Linked DNA regions of Mus musculus: all the other regions are linked to region 1. Evidence: chromatin contacts called from public promoter capture Hi-C data. All regions are on one chromosome and are shown on one strand. Each heading gives the region's core, a stretch centred on a gene start, on an enhancer-like site or on the middle of the called end of the contact. The rest is flanking DNA. Distances are from core to core; before and after follow the strand shown. Region 1 holds the start of Ccnl1 (cyclin L1). Region 2 holds the start of Plch1 (phospholipase C, eta 1). Region 3 holds the start of E130311K13Rik (RIKEN cDNA E130311K13 gene).

The links. Promoter capture Hi-C pulls out the DNA fragments that hold promoters and counts their contacts.
Region 2: a contact with region 1 is called in a promoter capture Hi-C map of pre-B cells. The contact joins the promoter of Plch1 here to the promoter of Ccnl1 in region 1. A contact is called at or near these places in 4 of 39 promoter capture datasets (embryonic stem cells, hippocampal neurons, pre-B cells and 1 more) and 2 of 115 datasets of contacts at active chromatin or transcription factors (embryonic hindbrain and embryonic limb bud).
Region 3: a contact with region 1 is called in a promoter capture Hi-C map of pre-B cells. The contact joins the promoter of E130311K13Rik here to the promoter of Ccnl1 in region 1. A contact is called at or near these places in 13 of 39 promoter capture datasets (the 3T3-L1 cell line, 3T3-L1-derived adipocytes, the HPC-7 cell line and 8 more), 5 of 115 datasets of contacts at active chromatin or transcription factors (bone marrow-derived dendritic cells, embryonic stem cells, memory CD8 T cells and 2 more) and 1 of 9 other capture datasets (adipose tissue).

What each region holds. Positions count from the first base shown.
Region 1 is chr3:65,956,365-65,960,171 of GRCm38.p6, forward strand. It overlaps Ccnl1 (cyclin L1), which reads right to left and starts at 1,885. Exons shown (of 11, transcript NM_019937.4): 1 at 1,444-1,885; 2 at 1,137-1,211; 3 at 489-598. The coding sequence starts at 1,764.
Region 2 is chr3:63,897,504-63,901,310 of GRCm38.p6, forward strand. Plch1 (phospholipase C, eta 1) reads right to left here and starts at 1,959. Exons shown (of 24, transcript NM_001370984.1): 1 at 1,724-1,959.
Region 3 is chr3:63,927,846-63,931,652 of GRCm38.p6, forward strand. It overlaps E130311K13Rik (RIKEN cDNA E130311K13 gene), which reads right to left and starts at 1,627. Exons shown (of 5, transcript NM_177856.5): 1 at 1,412-1,627. The coding sequence starts at 1,525.

The DNA.
Region 1 (3,807 bases), core at 635-3,134:
ATGCGGCATTATGCGATATATCGTAGTTCAATGTTGAGAAGTACTCTAACAAAAGCCAACCTCAATTGATGAAGAAACTGGGACTCCAAGCAGAAAAACGACCTACACGGAACTTTGCCACAACATTAACTTGAACTACAGGGCTTACATGTCCAGCCTTCAGTTTTCCAGAGAGGGGAGGGGAAACACAACTTACAGAATACACTCCCACTTGAGCCAACCGTACTCCCTTTCTTGTTTAATCTTAAGCCAAGGGACTGGCTTCACAGCACTCTAGAATTGTCCACAATGCAACTGTCTCTACAAACTTCAGATAGCTGGTTAATGGAGGGGATTTTAAAAGTTTCAATGTTCCTACGTGAATTTCAGCACCTAATGTCCGCTTTCTTTTGCATCCACACTGACTTGAGGGAGGGGAGAAGATGTTTTGACTGGATGATTGGTGCACAGTACAGCAAGAGATACTATGTTCAACAGGCCAATCTTACCTTTTTCCTCTTAACTGGCGGAGGTGGTGGAATACATTAATCACATCTCTTATTCTTCTTGGCGCTTCTTCGATTTTTGACGCAAGATTAATACAGGCCATAGCAACAATCTGAAAGAACCCAGGTAAAAATCCAAGTGAAGTTAAACTAGAAACAGTTTAACAAAGTCTAACAACCCTTATTTTGTTTTGTTTTTAGATAGGGCTTCTCTGTGTAGTCCTGGCTTCCAGGAACTCCATCTGTATGTACATCTGCCTGCCCAAGGATGTGGGTCACCAAGGACCGGCAAAGAACCCTCTTTAGGATACAACGGGCTTTTTAGCGAAATAAAATCGAAGCTGACATTTTTAGACCAGCTCTTACGTTTTATTGCTCAACTGCTCTTAATTTTGGGTCAGAATCAAGCTACCTCTTGCTAGAATTGTGCAATGGCTTGAAAACGTAGTTCTTGGTTAACAGAGCACGTGAACTGGGGATCCATTTTCTAGTTCTTGAAACATTGCTCTACGGGCCCCATTTCCTTCTGGGTGGGAACGAGGTACAAAGGCCTAAGCTAACCACTCCCTTTCTGGAAAAGCTGGTTCCTACCCCCTTCCTCCCCGCTTCCGGATGAAGAAATCCCTTCTTGTCCGCCTCCGCCGCGCTTACCTCGAAACTGTGTTTGACGAACGACTTGGAGTAGAAGAACCGATGGAACAGCACCTGCCCTGTAGCCATCGCCACCTGCAGACGAGAGAGGAGAACGGAAGCGCCGGGGTCAGGCGGGCCCGCACCAGGCGCCGCCGCCATTTTGTGCGGCCGCTCGCTTCCCTTCCCCCGCCCGGGCCGCGCGGCGCCGCCCGCCCCCGCATCCCCACCCTCGCCCGCCCGAGCTCCCGCCGCCGCCGCCGCCCGGCGCAGGCTCCGGAGAAACCTGGCCGCGGCGGAGAGGCCCGCAACCAGCCGGGGTTCTCACCTGCGGCAGCCGGAGGAGGATGCCGGCGGCCTGGATGAGCTCGCAGCCCAAGATGCGCAGATCCGTCTCGCTGGGCAGGTCCAGGCCGTCCTGCATGGACGGGGTAGGCGAGAGCCGCTCCTCCGGGATCAGCGAGTGGTCGATGGTGAGCGACACCTCCGAATACAGGCGGTCGCCGATCAGGATCCCTCCGGTCGTGGTCGTCGTCGTGGTGGTCGTGCCGGAGCTGGAGCCGCCCGCGCTCGGGGCGGCGGACGAGGCGGAGGCGGCAGCGGCGGCGGCGGCGGCAGCGGTCGAGGTCGGGTGAGGCCCGGACGCCATAGTTCCAGCGAGCTCCACGCACGCCCGACGCAGCCGGAACCCAAAGCGAGACTAACCAGCGTCCTCGGCGCGACGGATCTTCCCGTGACCGCCGGCTTCCAGGCCGCCGCACGCAGCGTGCGCTTCCGCCCTGACGTCACCACGCCGACACGCCCTACCCCACCCCACTCCACTCCCCGCGCGCGCCAACGAGTTCCTCCGCGCTTCGGTCGGTGACACCGGGCGGAGGGGTCCGGATGGGCAGGGCGGGGCAGGGTGCTGGCGGCTCAGGGGTGGTAATGGCTTTAGTCACCGGATAACCCGGACTCTGGCCTGGTGAGTCGGCCCCGATACCCCTGCACGGTCTGCGCGTTGGTGACAGTCCGGCGGTCGGCGACACCGGAGTGTAACAAAGTGACTCTGAACCGGGCAGCTTCCCAGTTTGAGCGCCTGGGGTTTCCGGAAAGCTCCGAGCGCGCGTGGGTGTCGGGGTGTAGCCTAGAAAGGCATGCCTAGCCCTGACCTCACTTCGCCGGGTTTACAGTAATCTGGAAAATCCCTAGTTCCAAAAATAGGTTTATGGCGAGGACAGTACACGGGCGATTTCATTGCGCTGGGGAGTCTCGTCTTAAAGAGATGGTTTTTGTCAGAGTGGAGAGAAAGTAACTATCCCTGTGTCAATGAAGAGAAAAACACAGCTCTCATCTTACATGGAGTTTGGAATAACCTAAATCTGTGTTCCGGGACCATGGTCAATCAAAATGGCTCCAGGATAACCCATCATTTATTCCCTTTAAGATGAGAGCTGTGGTTTTTTTGTTTTTTTCGAGACAGTTTCTCTGTATAGTTCTGGCTGTCCTGAAACTCACTTTGTAGACCAGGCTGGCCCTGAACTCAGAAATCCGCCTGTCTTTGTCTCCCGAGTGCTGGGATTAAAGGCGTGCGCCACCACCGCCTGGCTGAGAGCTGTGGTCTTTTTCCATCCATACTAAAAGTCCCAAAAGCTGAGGTCGACCGTGAAACAATTGATCCTTCTGCCTCTGGCCTCCCATGATCTTTTTATTCCAGCTTAATCCTCTGAGATGGCCTTTAGGGAGAAAGAAAAATCTCCTGACTCAGTACAAAGGGTTGGAATTGTTATTTTGTTAAAGCTTACTTTCTTGAAAAGTGTCTTAACCTTGGACCTATAGAGCGCACTGAAAATTTGGATACATCTTAGTCACCAAAGCAAGGTATTTTCACAGCTCATTTTTACAAAGTGTGTTGGGACGGGCACTCTGGAGACAAAGACAGGTGGATCTCTGATTAGAGGGTCAGACTGATTCCAAGCCAGTAAGAGCTATATAATATCTTCAAAATGAAACAAAACCTCTTCCAAACAAAAGCTATATAGAGCAGGAAGTGGTGGCACAAGCCTTTAATCCCAGTACTCAACTAAAGCCTCAAAAACAAAAATTTTATGATTGTGATAGCTTTTTGTCACTGACAGATTACCTAGAAAGTCCACAATGAGGTTTAATTTTGGTTTATGGTCTCTGAGGTTTCAGGCTACAGCCATGTGGCCCTATACCTGTAGGACTGTGTAGGCAGAACTTTATGGTGTGAGACCTTGGTAAAAACAAATCCCTTGCCACCAACAAAGAGAAAGGGGAATATATCCAGGGATCTCCCTCCTCAAGTAGGTTGCCAACTCCTAATTGCTTGTCCAGCTGTGACCTCATCGTCGGATTAACCCATTTATGAGGTATTTGCCTTTGTGATTAAATCACCTCTCAGTGCTACTAACTAAGGACAAGCTCTTCACAGGGTCTGTATGTGGCAGGCATTTCATATCCAAACTTTCTGTGACAGCATAGGAGACACAAGTCCAGGGGACAGGTATGTCGGGACAAAACTTTTCCTAGTGAGACACTACTCACCTCAGATAGGGAACCTACCACAGACCAAAGTATGGATACCATCAGAGTGCAAACTTGGTGAACCAATGAGTTTTATTAGGGTTACTTACAGGAATATGGGTAAGGAGCAGAAATGATTTGGATAGCTGCACCACCAATGTGCAAT
Region 2 (3,807 bases), core at 709-3,208, 2.1 Mb before region 1:
AGGACTTGAACCTGAAAATAAAGTTTTTCTAATTTTCAAGAGAAAAAAGTTTGTTTGTTTTGTTGTTTTTTAACATTATAGCTACACAAGTTGCACAAGGTTGACACTGATGGGAAAAAGGATGGGTGAGAAAACTTAACTTGGATGTTATTTACAGACTATGTGAAAAATAGTATGTTGGTGTCTTTGACTACAGCTTGCTGTTGGCACTAGAGGAAATCATCTTTAACTTCCTGGTACAAATAAACACTCGTCTTACTGGAATGCATAGTGTTCAAAACCAGGATGCAGAATCCTTAAGCTACTTCACTCAAGTTATTTTAAGCCCTACTTGGTCCCAAGAAAAGCAACTCCATTTTAAACTTTTATTAACAGTGATCTGAATTCTAATCAGTTTATTTACATAGCAAGTAGCTCTCGATCGCGCTGCGAAATAGGGATGCAGTCTAAGAAAACATAGTAACAACAAGTTATAGCACCCACTAGAAACCGCTGGAGATTTGTACTCTTACCAAATGCTCCCCTGGGTGCAAACAAATGAAACTTAAAAGACGGGAAGAGGTTTTTCAAGACACAATTTTAAGTCGTCAACAGACGGCTTAAGAAAGACTAGTCTGCAATAATGCGTCTTAAAACATTCATTTTCTGAACAAGATCATAATGCCAGCAGTAAGCAACCCACATCTTAAAAAGCAACGTCTCTGTTGACAGAGAGAACCTTTGCTTCCCTTCACCGGCATTTAACACACTAGTTCATTTGGAGAGCATCAGGTTCTGTACGTTATAAACAGGTTGTATGCAGAGTACACAGGAGCTACGATGTCGTCTGCACACTGTGGAAACCCAAGCTTAATACAATTGTTTAAAAAAGCCGCACCAGGAAATAAAGTCTTATTCATATCTTCCTTTTCACAGGATAAAAGGAGGTAACTTGAATGCTCCAATGAGCAGTTTCTCAGCATTATTTTTCTACCATGATCAAAATGATGACAGAAGAGAGAAAAAAGTTATATATTTTTTATTTCATACCTCTGGCTATCACTTCAATGCTAAACTCTTAAAAAACAAAAATGAGATCGTAAGTTGATTCCAAGCTACAAACAAACAAACAAACAAAAAGTCTAGAGAAAGACTTGGGCTCCACAGTGAAGCAAAGCAAAACAGCTCTGCTCTTCAAGTGGCGTCTCCGACCCGGTACTGTTGCCATGGTATCCCGCGCAGGCGCAGAGAACACCTTCACAGCCCGGGCGTCGCTTCGGTAACCCATGATTTGTCGCTAGGAAAGGGCAGTTGGAGTAAATCCTTCTCGCACCTAATGCCCGGAGCTTTTTGAACAGTAAGACTCGCACCGGCAACTAAGGGCGCGCTTCTGGGACCGCAGAACTGCTTTCCAGGCGGCCAGAGCCAGGGGAGGTCTTGTGGGATCATTCCGCCGCGATGCGGGACCCTCCCGGTGGCTGGACCTCTGCCACCAACCAGGGCAGGGAAGGTCTTGCTCAGGCACAAAAGCCCACGCGCTCCATTAGGAGCTCACGAGCTACTGTGGTCCAGTTCCTGGGCCGAGGCACCCTGGCACACACCACAACCCGGTGCTCGCGGCTGAGATTGCCCAGAAAGAATTCGAGCACCTGCTCGCGCAACGCTGGAGAGGCAGTCCGGTGCTCCTCTTCCTGCTCCCGGCCCTCTCCCTGTCCCCCACCCCCACCCCCTCCAAAGCACTGACCTGCTCAGCTCTGAGTATCCCGCTGATGAAGGATCCTCGGAGTTTTTGTAACCGGCTCAACCTCCCAAATGCTGGAGTGATCTGCTAGTGTCCCGGTGTGACTCCAACCCCAATTCCTCCAAAACAGCCCCCCAGCCCAAGATGGGCACCACTACACACCAGCCAACAGAACCAACAGAGGAGCTCCAAGTAAAGACCAGCGCTGCCGCCACAACCTGCTTTCTCATTCAAATCCTCATGCTCACATTGGAGCACCCTCCCTCTTAACCCTCAGCTCAGGGCAAATCCGGAACTGGAGCGCGCGCGAGTGGACTGGAGCGCCATCGAGGAACAGGAGCCAAGAACTGGACGTGGACCCCTTATGAAGATGCTACTGCTAGGCATAGGCCAGAACCCCTGGGAATAAAGATCTTCTTCTGTCCTCCCTCGCAGCAAATTTCAAAGAATTCCAAGACCAGGGACACCTCTGATAGATTTTCAGTTTAGGTGGCTAGCGGGTTAAAGACGCTGCTGGAACAAAGTTGGAGAGTTCAGGGGAAGCGAACTGTGCAATGTTCTTACAAGAGTTTGAACCGCTTCAAAAATAAAACACCAAACGACTAATCCTTTCTTTCCTCCCCCTTCCCCCTCCCCCCTTCTCCCTTTCCAATAAATATAGCATCTGTTATTTTCAACTATCCATTTTGAGTAAAATCAAATTGAGGAACAGGGAGTGCAGGTTATAGGATGCTTTGTTATCCCTCAGTCTCTTCCAAATATCACTCGTTGGCATTAATTAACAAGCCAGTTAATTGTCAGTTCACCCGCTAGCGGGCTGGAAAAGCTAATGTGCTGTTAAAGAGCACACAGGCGGCAGCGGAACGTTTGCACCCAGCAAGTGTTCAAAAGCTGAGTAAAGATGAGATCTGAGCGCACTAACAGTAGAAAGGGAATAGCGTGCTGCGGAGTGATCCGGCTTCAAGATTCCAGGACTTGGCTTTTATCAGTCTTGATTCAACCTGTCCTATTGTTAGTTCAAAGCCTAACTGGGAGGAACTGAGGACAAGACCCTCCGTGTACCATTCAAAGTAAAACTTCCCTCCAGTAAGAAAGTCAGGAGCTCTGGCATGGCAACATGGAATTAGCAGGGGTTGTCTGGGCCTGGTGACAACATAAACAAAAGTCTTTTTTTCTTCCATGAGTGAATTTGTTCAGGAAGTAATAAAGGAGAGTCTGAGGCTGGAGAGATCACTAGTCCTCTTTGACTGACAGTGGGGGAGTGGGAGGAGGGATGCTCAGTGACCTCTCAGCACAAGATATAGTATTTCACCTTTTCATCCGTCTTAGCCTAGCCGATACCATAGAAACAACCCATTTGTATTATTCAGTTCAACAGAGGCAATTACAATGTGACGGCAAAGCATCATGGGCAAAAAGAAACTTTATCCTGAAAGCTATCCTGGACGCTTGGAAAAAAAAGAAAGAAAAAAGCAACCAGACTAGTTACAGACTACAAGGAAGAATTCAATTTAGAAAAGGAATTGCAAGGTCTTTTGGCTTCATAAGGAAAAATATTTAATTTCCTAATTTTTCTTTCTTCCTTTGTCCTCTCCCCCTTTTTTTCTTTACCCAGATCGCAAACACCTAATTTACAGGAAATTAAGTAGGGTTGAGGTTGTAAATGTGAAGTATGCTTTGAGAACCTGAAATCGCCAGCACCAAATAGATAGATAGATAGATAGATAGATAGATAGATAGATAGGTAGATAATACAGAAGAAAGGAAAAAAAGACAAGCATTGTTTGCCTCGAAATTGCTTTTCTTTGTGTAGAAAAAGGCCTGTTTAGAGTTTCTCTTTGGTGGTAATCACCATGGTGAATAGAAAGAAAAAAAGAAAGAGGCAAGATAATTAAACTCTCCATCAGTCATGGTTATCCATCCTTTAGCCTCCTGTGTTTGTCTTTCTGGAACTGAAAGATCACAGACGCAGGGGTTAAAATAAACGCAGACACAAACTTCTTGACAAGTGTCTTTGTATGTATTCTTGGTTATGGTGCTGTTTATTTCTGTAACACTGAAGTTTAAAAATTTGAAACCATGCAACA
Region 3 (3,807 bases), core at 377-2,876, 2.0 Mb before region 1:
GTTGAACTTTAATATTAGTATAGTAAGTAACAATGTATGCATTTATTTGGCAAGGATTACTACTAAATGGCAGATACCAGACTGCTCTAACGTGGCGCTACAATAGCATGTCAGCAGGCCTGGCCTTGGACCTCATGCTCTCTTGCTGCAAAGCTTTTGCAAAGTTCAGCTTCCTCCAATTCTCAGCAGGATTCTTAAAAGCTGTTCCGGGCAGGGCATGGTGCTGCACACCTTTAATCCTAGCACTCGGGAGGCAGAGGCAGGCAGATTTCTGAGTTCGAGGCCAGCCTGGTCTACAAAGTGAGTCAGGACAGCCAGGGCTATACAGAGAAACTCTGTCTCAAAACAAACAAACAAAAAAGTTGTTGTTCCTTCCAAATACGTTGTCCTGGCTTTTGGCTACTCATTTTCCTAATCATCTGTCTCCCTGTTTGCCTCAGATTTTGCTTCTGCTACCTTCCCTCCCCAGAGAATCCCCTAGGCCTCATTTCTAGACCGTTTTCTGTACCTTTCTGACGTTGTTTCAAGATGTCTGTCAAGACTAGGGCTTTACCCACTCCACCAGGTTTATGCAGCTCACTCTCACTCAGCTTTACGTCCAGTTCTGATTTCCCATTGAACACTGTTGCCTCAAGCCTACAACTGTACTTTAAAGTCTAATGGGCTGTCTTCAAGATCAGTCTCCAAATTTTAATGTCCAAGGGCTCTACAGCTTTTCCCAGTAAATCATTTACTACGACTGCTCCATGACAGGAACCACCACCACCACAGGGACTTTAGCAGTCCTTTATCTGGTAGTAGACTGGCTGTCTAAGTGTCTCTTCTATGATTGAATTTCAGTGTCTTCTCTTGTTTCACTTAAAAAGAAAACACGAGAGGCAGGCGGATTTCTTTCTGAGTTCGAGACCAGACTGGTCTACAAAGTGAGTTCCAGGACAGCCAGGGCTATACAGAGAAACCCTGTCTCAAAAAACCAAAAAAACAAACAAACAAACAAAAAAAAAAAAAAACCAAAAAAAAAAAAAAAACAACCCCAAAACCCAAAACCAAAACAACTGGGGATACAGTTCAGTGGTAAGCACTACAATGCTTACCAAAGTTCGAACCCCAGCCCTGGAAAAACCCATCCTGGCTCTGCTCTGTTAAGGCCTCTCGGGCTTCTCTGCTCTTCCTGGGTATCCAGCCCGCCATACTGAATGAGGAGCTACTCTTGGGCCAGCCCTGTGGTGTCCCCAGCCCTGCGCCAGCCTCCAGGCCTGACCACCGCCGCCGCCAGGAGGGCAAATGAGGCGATGTCGCCTCCCTGGCCATTTCCCCTGTGGCCCGGCTGTCTTTCCGCCCCTGCGGGTCCTCTTCCAGGCCTGCCGCGATCACTCCGCTCAGGCTAGCCCACCCCGCCGGGCTGTGGCACCTGGACAAGGCGCAGATGGTTGTCTGCCCATTGCGACACCCGTGTCACCACGTTGGCCTCCCCTCGGTCGCGGTCCGGCGCCTGCGACCCGAGGCTCGCGGGCGGCCGCGCCATGTTCCGGCGTCCAGCAAGCCTTGCGGGCGCCCCCTGGTGGGCGGTAGGGGTCGCTGCGCTGCACGGCTCCGGGGTCCCCGCCCATTCTGGGCGTTTGCACTCTTGTCTCTGCGTGTCCTTGGTGGTACCAAGCCAGCCAGGACAGCAGAACAACACAAAAATGCCGTGAAAAGATAAGACATCTGTGTAAATATGCACAGTCTCTTATTCTTGCTACTTTTTCTATAAGCTTGTATTTTTATTATTTTGTTGTTTTTTACATTTTTGAGACAGGTTTCTCTGTGTAGCCCTGGCTATCCTGTAACTAGCTCCGCAGACCAGGCTAGTTCTAACTCAGAAATCCACTTGCCATATTTTATGGTGCTGGAGAGCACACCCAGAAACACATATGGCATCAACCTTTGTTTCTTTAGAAACAGGGTTTATGTTTCTAAAGGCTGGCCTCAGCGTCCTAATCTTTAGCTTCCCCCATACAGAGGCTTCTGCTGTGTTTCCGTGTGCCTGGCTTTCTAAATATTTTTAATGCCAAGAATAATAAAGGAAAGAGAGATGGAGATATACTTATTTGTTAAGCTGAAATGTGCATTGTGTAATAAATTTAACTTTGGCCCAAAGAGAGATCTGGCCTTTCCCATTGTGCCTGGCAATTCTAAAATATCTTACCTGATAAAATTATGTTTTACTCTGAGGCTTTTGAGCCTGTAAGAAAATCTAACAACCCACTTGTGGTGGTCCTCAGCTTGACCTCCAGAGGGGCTAACGACCGACCTGTTGGTGCATGGTAAAAACTCTGCACACAGGTGCTGGGAAGCATCACTGGCTGCATTGTTCCATGCTTTCTCACACCTGGTTGCTGAAAGGAATCAGTGTTGCTCAGGACTCCACAAGTGAACATGTTTTTAAAACCAAATACCCCACCTGAGGGTGCCCTTTGTCGCTCCCAAACTCTACAGTTAGTACTAGAAGCATTAGACGTCTTGGGACTATTGTTTAACTCTGTTTGGTTCATTATATTTAAAATGTTACAGGAGAACTTTCCTAACACTTGAGGCCCTGGGCTAGATCTCTATCTAGCATTGCAAAAATATAAAACAAAAAATGAAAATTCAAAAAAAAAACTTACCTTACAGAAATCAAATATATAACAGTGTGAATTAGTGTTTCCACACCCCATAGTTTTATGACTGACAGTAGCATATCACACTCACTTGTGAGGCCTTTGTTATTACTTGCTTATATGATGTGCACACACAGGTACCTATGTCAAAAGCACCAGAGAGGAAAAGAAGACATTACTCCTCTATCTCTATAGCTTTGTAAATGGACAATAGGAAAATAGTCCCTTAAAGATGTGAAGTATCTAGTTGTACTTTCATATCTACAGGACTAAGTCATCATGGGTATATCCCTCTTGAGTTCCAAGAACTGCTTGGAAAAGTTAGAAAACCAAGCTGACTAATCTCATCTCAAAACTACTGCAGTGAGCTCCGATCTTAGCTTTAATTTCCTGCGGAACCCCTGTAGTCTGTCTGTATCCCAGGCCTCGTCTTTTCAGCACTTTGTGCTAGCCTCACTCCTCTCCTCCCTTGGTCGATCTTTCTCAGGACCTCTCGCTGCCTTTGCAGGCTTCTCCCACCACTCACCCATACTTACCCTTTCCTTTACTTTCAATTTACTGACATCAAAACGCAGAATCTGATTTTTAAAAATACTTGTAAAATTTTAAACCACAGTCTCTGTGTGGACGTGTGCAGACACATGTGGAGGCCAGAGATTCCACCGGAGCTGCAGAAGCCACCTGATAGGGGATGTGGTTGAGGATTCTGCTGAAGCTACAGGTAGCCAACTGATATGGGTCCTAGGAACTGATTTCAGGCACTCTACAAGTGAAGCGTGTGTTTTTTAACCACTTCACTTCCCCCAGTTTTGCTCTCTTCCTTATTGGGGTGTGGAAATTGCCACACAAACTATACATACACTGATTTTAGTTAAGTAAAAGGAATTTATTGAACATGTACCATACATAATATTGGATCACAAGAAGGAAAAAACTAATTGTGGCACTAGTCTGTCCTCAGAGCAGGTTTTTTTTAATGCATTTTTATTAGATATTTTCTTTACTTACATTTTAAATGTTATCCCTTTCCCTAGTTTCCCCTCCGAAAACCCCCTATCCCTTCCCCTCCCCACCTCCTGTTCCTCACCCACCCACTTCTGCTTCCTGGTCCTGGCATTCCCTTATACTGGGACATAGAACCTTCACAAGACAAAGGGCCTCTCCT